Regions from separate parts of the Danio rerio genome. Here region 2 is linked to region 1. The links are chromatin contacts, called in public Micro-C maps. All regions are on one chromosome and are shown on one strand. The core of a region is the stretch at or near the end of the contact, and the rest is flanking DNA. Distances in the headings are between cores, read along the strand shown.

Region 1 (3,937 bases), core at 897-3,396:
AAAAATTGTAGATCCCATGAGCCCAGCAAGGCTTTATCTGAGGGAAAGTATCTCTGCCGTGCACTATTTAAGGAGATAAGAGAGGGCATAATGGAGCTCGGAGCTTGGGTGGTCTGTGTTGTGTGGTGTTATGGTGCGGCGCTTTCCCAGAACAAGTGGAAGTAATGCCATATGCATTGTGAAAATGGTTCATAATCGAAATGTGACCTCACAGGGTGGCTTTGATGTTGTGTAATTGAAATACAATTAGTTAAATTGAGTGTTGCACAAGAGCATAAAGTCCAAGGGAAACTGTGGAATTTCAGATGATGTACAGACCTGCTGTGTGAAATATTTGATCACTTTCAAGTCATAAATGGAAAATAATTCCAACAGCTCTTACTTATATTTACACATTTTACAACATTGTGTTTTTTTCTACATTAGGGTGTTTTGCTTAATTTTCAGTTTTTCCATGTAAAAAAGTAACATGGTGTACATTTTTATTAGGATTTACAGTAGACAGACACCCACTAAACCTATATATATATATATATATAAAAAAAACAGGCAGCTGTCTCTCCAGAATCCTCAATTTAACACAAAATTTGTAGCAAAATTTAGAGGAGCTTAAAATCTTTTATACTGTTTAGTGATACTGACTTCCCACAAATATTGGCCACAGTGTAAAAAATATCCATAAGCTAACAGTTTTCTGTATTTTGTGATTTCTGTTAAATTCCATGATGTGATCTCGATCTTTTTTCTAACAGTTATTGACTTTAAAAAGTTACTCTCAATGACATGACTTAGTCTGAAGTGAAACTGTATATTGTCTGGGTTGGTGGTGTACATCATGATACAAAAACTTTGTAATAAACTGCATGAACATTTTCTGTCTGTTGTGGACTTAATTCCCTCTATATTATTTCTTATATAATATAATATTTAAAACTACACAAATGTCAAAAAAGTCAAATAAAAGTTTCAACATCAATAATTGACCAGGCGGAGATCAATGCTGCAATTTGTACACAATCAATAAAAGTAAATAAACAAAAACAAAACATGAATTATAAAATACGGAAACTATTTTTTTGCAACCAGTGTGTGTGTGTGTTTCTTTACCAGATTCAACTTAATAGGCTCTTTCAGGTCCAGTATTGATGCCACCTTTCCAGGACTCTAGCAGATGTTTCAGGTCTAAATGGAGTCTAAAATATTGGGATTCGCAGAAGGAGGGAAGTGCAAAGCAAAGAGCAGAACATTATTTAAGTAACAGTTCACCCACAATACAAAACTTATCACCTTCATGTCATTTGTTATTCTCTAATGCTCAAATACCCTCTCAGCTTACTGTTAAACAAATACAGAATTTTATTAAACTTATATTAATCTCTTCCGTGACATACATTTATTATTATCACCAGAAATGACCATGAAGGTATGCTTGGTCATTTCAACAACTCTGGAAATACACAATCTCAATCAGTCTCTACTCAGCCATCATCACAGTCAGGGTCTTGTATTATTGTATGGAGAACTGTGGCTGTTAAAAAACAACACATTAGTATCTAACCCATATGCATCACCTTCAGATCTATTAAAATCTATTCATATATATATATATATATATATATATATATATATATATATATATATATATATATATATATATATATATATATATATATATATATATATATATATATATATATATCGCTCTATCTATGTCAGTCATCTTGTTTACATCATTATTGTGGTTTTAAACAATACTTCAAGTTGATAAAAATTAAATGTGTGAAAATGTGCTTCCAAACACGACGGTTTAGCTGTCTTTCAATCAACAGTCAGCAGATATTTTCTTGCAAACGCCAACAGCCAGGAGTTCAGCAGTATGTTACCTGTCAGCTGTCATTTGTATGCATTTACATTAAATAAACCAGAAACAGCAAGTTTCTTAAAAACGAATTACAATTTTACAATTGAGTGTATTGTGTCTGACATTGCATCTCTGAGACATGCAGTGTTACCTCCCATATCCAAGTCTGCATCCAGACACTTGCAATTATTGGGTCATGTTTCTGTCATGTGATTGGTCGTGTGGGCGGTGCCGCTGCACCCAAACCGGAACTATTTTTCAGAGAAAAGAAGCGGTGCATTTACTTTTCATTGCTTTAAGTAAAGTAAGTAATGGCGTTGTTTTTCTACTCCACTAGTAAAGAAGCGTTGTTGTTATTATGAGGTAAAATGCTTGTCTGAATTAATTCGTCGTCGTCGCCTCGCCATTATTGTCAGATTGTTTTTTAGCATTAGCCAGTGTGCTATATGTCAGAGCCCCTGTTTATCTTAATGGTTAGTTTGATAAATTCGCTATAATCATCACCATCGCGCTATGTGCACAGCAAATACGCCATGCATTTACTGTTATTTTGAAACAGCTCATTTTTCATTTAACGAATAAACTGCCTCTGTTAAGGCTCTCCGTCATTGCAATGTTTAACGTTACATACAGCTAACGTTATATCAGTATCAATTTTCATGCATAATGATTTTAACAAGGTAGGAATGCATATGTATCTTCAATTCGATTTGACTGAAGCCTGATAACTTGATTTTATTATTGTGTAATCAGTATCATTTGTTTCATTTAGTGACAGATGTAACATCTTGTTTTGTTTTGGGGTCTGAAAACAAAATGAGCATTCAGACATGATCTGTTTTTGCTTTCCTTCCGTCTCATCTTCAGTTTTCTTTTAAATGAGTATCAGTGTTAAATAATAGCAGCAACTTAAAATGCAACCCAGAACTCCGGCTTCATTGCTTTTTATTTCTTTTGATGCTCGATATAACTGCAGCTGAAATCATAATGTAAATTAAAATCAGATCATGGTTAACTCTCAGTGATGGTACTAATGAATTGTTCGTTTTTCGTTTGTTTACTATTGAAAGCATATTTTCTGTTTTGTGTTTTTGGCTTTGACTTTGTTCTCTGACACTGCAGATTGAGGTAAAGTTGGTTTTATATTCGCACATTCATTCAATTACAGATTGTGACATGCTCCCTACATGGTTTACCATGGTTCTTTGAATACTCAGACTAGGGCTGCTCGATATTGGAAAAATTTCACATTGCGATATTTTGTTTTGCTGCAATAATATTTGACTAGATATTTTTCAAGACACTTCTATACAGCTTAAAGGGACATTTAAAGGCGTAACTAGGTTAATTAGGTTAACTAGGCAAGTTATTGTATAATGATGGTTTGTTCTGTAGACTGTCAAGAAAAAAAAATTGTTTAAAGGGGCTAATAATTTTGACCTTAAAATGTTTTATACCAAAATTAAAAACTGCTTTTATTCTGGCCAAAATAAAGCAAATAAGACTTTTTCCACAAGACAAAATATTATCAGACATACTGTGAAAACTTCCTTGCTCTGTTAAACATCATTTGGGAAATATTTAAAAAAGGCAAAAACATTCAAATGAGGGCTAATAATTTTGTCTTTAATTGTATATTGAGATATGAATATAATGATGATTCTTTTAGCTCTATTTGTAAAGATTTCATTCTTTTAGATTGATGTGTGATGAAGTCTTTTTTATATGCATGCAGTGCATTTGCTTAAATGATTATAAATTGCCAGCAAAAATGGTTTTCTGGGGAGTCTAACAGTATTCAAGTAGAGAAATTGATCCATCAAATGTAAAATAACATGGTCATCATTGTATAAATAATAATAATAATTAAAATATATATTTAATTTTTTACTCTATAGCAATGATCTAATCCTGCGAAGTGACTTGCGGATACACACATTGCATCCATTGATATATTGTTCAGCCCTAATTTAGAATAAAATGACATGTAGCTGTGACTTAAGAACAACATTAGCACTATTTAATTGTCTGTGAAAAATGTTGTACTTTGATAGTTGTTGGCTGCTAATAGAGTTT
Region 2 (4,285 bases), core at 1,702-4,201, 200 kb before region 1:
TTAGTCATTACCCTTCGTTATATTATTGAAACTGTTTATTATAAGCAATATAACTAGCAAAAACGACATCTGTTTTCTTATAAATCTTTGGTATAAAAAGTGATGTGATGTTTCACTCATAGTTATCACAAGCTATTAAATCTAAGTCTACCAAATGTAAGTGTCACTATCACTTGATGGTGAATCTGGTGAATAAACTGTCAATGATCAGAAAATTGATTTTGAAGATGCTGATAATAACATTATTGAGAATATGGCTGATATTTCACATTTTCTCAAAGTGATTCCTTTCAACTTTCGAAAGGTAATAAAATATACTTTATTTATTTATTTATTTATTAATTTAGTATTTAAATACCAGGATTTATCGGTTTTAGTTATATACAGGTGACTAAAAGTGATCCTTATATGAAGTGATTATTGGCAAAAATAATGCATTAAAAGGGATTGTGCCCCCTATTTTTCCTCACCCTCTACTTGAATTAAACCTATTTGAGTTTCTTTCTTTTGTTAAACACAGAAAAAGATTTACTGAAGAATGTTGGAGAAAAACAGCCATTGACTTTGTTCCTACTATGGATGCCCAGACCTGCCTTTTTTCCAGTATTTTTTATAATATATCTGTGTTCAGTAGAAATAAAAAGATAAAAGTTGAGAAATACTTGAGTAAAGGGTGAGGAAATGTTCATTTTTGGTATAACCATCCCTTTGAGGGTTAAAAAAAGTACATTTTGGGCTTTGTGCAATACTGAAATCCTCGATCATACTCTATACGCACAAATTTATCGAGTCTTATATTATTTACATCATTGGTTCATGGTATTATTTCAAATGATAATTGCGAAGACATTACAATTTGGTTTTCAGACAAATTCACACAGGACACTGCTGCATTTCACACTCTAAAGAAAAAAAACTGCATGTGATACAATTTTTGAATGACAAGCCTGTGCTGCTAGAGTTTATTCATGTGCATGTAACTACTGTTATCTGATACAAATAACCCAAATACAGCTCTCACTCCCCACACATTATTCTATGACATCATTTAGAGAGTTTCTTTGGAGGCAAAATTAAGTTCAGGATCCCACGAGCTCCAAATGCTTATCTAATGCCTGTAGTTGCTGATATCAAGGCTCTGTTGTCATTTTTAAGCTTAAACACTGGCTTCAAGCTGTATTAGGCATTGATAGGGTCTTGCTCACTCCCTCACTTCCTAGTAGACATCTCACCTTCCATGAAGGCAAATGTAAAAACAGAACACTACCTTCAAGTATACTGTGTGTTTTTGTGTGGTTCTATAAACATAGAGGATGTTTTTGCTTCGTTCACCCTGTCTGATGTTTACTTGAAATGCTTTGACACTATAGTAAATAGGGTGAAATTTACTGTACGTCTGCTGATAGCTAACAGTGTTTTAGATTAGGATTCTAACTCCGCTTGTGATCAAACATAAGAGAAGGATTTATTTATTTTTATTCCGTTTCTAAATACTCTATTTAATGACTGGATTGTAAGACACTGAAATATAGAGTTTAATTAACGGCTAGAAAAAAAATGAAATTAATTCAGTACTTTAATGTATTAGGTCTTGTACGTTTTCACAAATTACCTCCAGAATTTGAAATCTGTTTTGTTGTTTAGTTGTTTAGAACTCGGTATTGTATAAATTAAAATTTATTTTGAACAAACATTTGATTATTGTGTTTATTCAAGTCATTCTGAAGTCATGTGCTTTACCTTACTCTTTAATTTTGTTTGCTTACGTTTCACACGTCATAGACAAGGCACAATATCCAGTCAACAAACCAGCTTGACTAGTTTGGAAGAAAAGCAAAGAACAGTGAAACTAGCAAAACCAGACTAGTCGAATTGTACTTTCTCAGCAATGACGTAAGATCTCTAGAAAAACATTTGAATCAATATTTATAGTATTGTACACATAATAATGATTAATAGCTGTATTGTGTGTTAAATTTCTCATTTTGATGATTGTTTTTATTATAAATGTTAAATATTTGTAATAATAACAATGTCATTAAAATAGTTTTCATTCATTCATTCATTTTCCTTGGGCTTAGTCCCTTTTTTCATCAGGGGTTGCCACAGCGGAATGAACTGCCAACTTATCCAGCATATCTTTTACACAGCGGATGCCCTTCCAGCCGCAACCAAGTATGAGAAACACCCATACATTCTCACATTCACAAACATACACTACAGCCAATTTAGTTCATTTAAGTCACCTATACTGCATGTCTTTGGATTGTGGGGGAAACCGGAGCACCTGGAGGAAACCCATGCAAACATGGGGAGGACATGCAAACTCCACACAGAAATGCCAACTGGCCCAGCTGAGACTCAAACCAGCGACCTTCTTGCTGTGTGAAGCAATAGTGCTACCCACTGAGCCACCGTGTTGCCCTAAAATAGTTCAGGTTTAAGTAAAAAAATTATGTGAAAACATTTTATATTTAATAATAATATTAATAATAATAATAATACACAAACTTTTAACAACAGTACTAAATGCTATTTAACAGTTATATATAAATTTTATGATAATAATTTATTCAAAATAATTAATTATTATTATAAAATTCAAATATTATTCATGTTTGTTATTTATGTAAAATCTAATAAAACATCTAATAATTAATTATATAAATTTAATTATTAAAATATAAAATTTGTAGGTAATAATTATTATTATATTTTTTATTATTATCATTAATAATTATATTTTAATTATACTTGTTATATATATTTAATTATTCACTTTGTAAATGAAAATTAAGAGAGAGAGAGAGTAAAAAATAGTGTCCAACTCCTCCTGCACATTTAAACCTTAAGCTGGCGCTGTGACGCATCTTCACCATGAGCCAGCATGATTCCTCTCCTCTTCGTTCTGTGGTGTACACGTCACTGGCGCTCTGCTCTGTGATTGGCTGCCGACTGCAGGTTTCTGATGTGTCTCTCCAGCAGCTGGAGTTTCGGATGTGTTTGCATCCGTAGTTGATAAACGAACGCACACAGCGGAACCAAACCACATACACTCGGTCAGAACAGAAACCCGCTCCAGAGAATGGCTCAGTGTACAGCAACGACGACTGGTGGCGGTATGAACGGAGACAGCAAGAGGAAGAGGAAAGTGGCTATCATTACAGGCATAACCGGTCAGGTAACGTGAAGTATTGTCTCAACAATTCCGACACGGTAGCCGAGACGCGTCGATGGTCCAAAAAACAACCATTTAGTCAGTCATACGCTGCTCTGAACCGTTGTGTTTTTGTGCGGAAAACTGAAGGATGTGTGATGCAGAATGACTGATTCGCTCACTGTTTAGTCTCATTAGAGTTTAAAAATATATCTTTAATAGTAACCGAAGCTGTCAGCTCTTAAAATAACGTTAGGGAGACGATGACAGACTTTTGTGGGGTGGTTTTATCTTGCACGTTTCTACGCAGACTGAGTGCAGGACTCTGTTACCTATTTTGGTAGCCATGACAACTATAATTTTAGCTCAAATCCAATATTTAGTGTACATGTAACGTTAGTTATTTCGGTAGCATCTTATTTTACATCCCAGTTTCAAGTGTATACTGACTACCTTATTATGTAATTACTGTGTAATAAATAGGTAGCTACTAACTTATCTAAACCTCCCCTTGAACCTAAACATAATGTAGTTTGCTTCTATAACCCAGGCCAGCATCTTTTAGGTACCTTAACTACACGTTAAACATGCATGCTAGTTAGTTCTGTTAACAATACAAACAATATTTTAGTATGAGCTCTGCTTCAGGTAGTGGCTTGGTAGTATGTGGTTTCATTTCACACGTCATTTCCTGACATTATATGAAAGACAAAATAACTGACAACTGCTCGTGCGTTCCCTCTAGCCTCTTGCACAACATTCCTGTTGTGTAATTTGCTGATTAAAATGAAATCTTTTTTAAGCATCACATCGAATATGATCGTCACTTTCATTAAAATATGTTGATGTGTGGGAGTACTGACCTTTTCACTGTTTTAAAGGGATGGTTCATGTAAAAATGTTAAGTATCCCCTCATCCCTCAAGTAGTTTCAAACCTTTACGAGTTTCTTTCTTCTGTTGAACACTGAAGAAGATATTTTAAAAAATGCTGGTTGCTGGGATCCGTTGACTTTCATAGTTTAGAATAAATACTATAGAAGTCAGACGGTCCCAGTAACCAACATTTTTTTTAAATATCTTCTTTTGTGTTCAACAGAAAAAAGAAACTCAAGTGGGTTTTGAAGAAG

What was found. Hi-C and Micro-C count contacts between places; a contact is called where the count stands out from the background.
Region 2: a Micro-C map of caudal fin shows a contact between it and region 1, with 4 times the contacts expected there. The contact joins the promoter of gmds here to the promoter of exoc2 in region 1. A contact is called at or near these places in 3 of 18 Hi-C or Micro-C datasets (caudal fin, hematopoietic stem cells and an unstated tissue).

The regions. Positions count from the first base shown.
Region 1 is chr20:29,338,049-29,341,985 of GRCz12tu, reverse strand. It overlaps exoc2 (exocyst complex component 2), which reads left to right and starts at 2,146. Exons shown (of 28, transcript NM_200604.2): 1 at 2,146-2,165.
Region 2 is chr20:29,537,226-29,541,510 of GRCz12tu, reverse strand. It overlaps gmds (GDP-mannose 4,6-dehydratase), which reads left to right and starts at 2,951. Exons shown (of 12, transcript NM_200489.3): 1 at 2,951-3,181. The coding sequence starts at 3,086. LOC141379245 (a long non-coding RNA gene) reads right to left here and starts at 4,184. Exons shown (of 5, transcript XR_012395739.1): 1 at 4,021-4,184.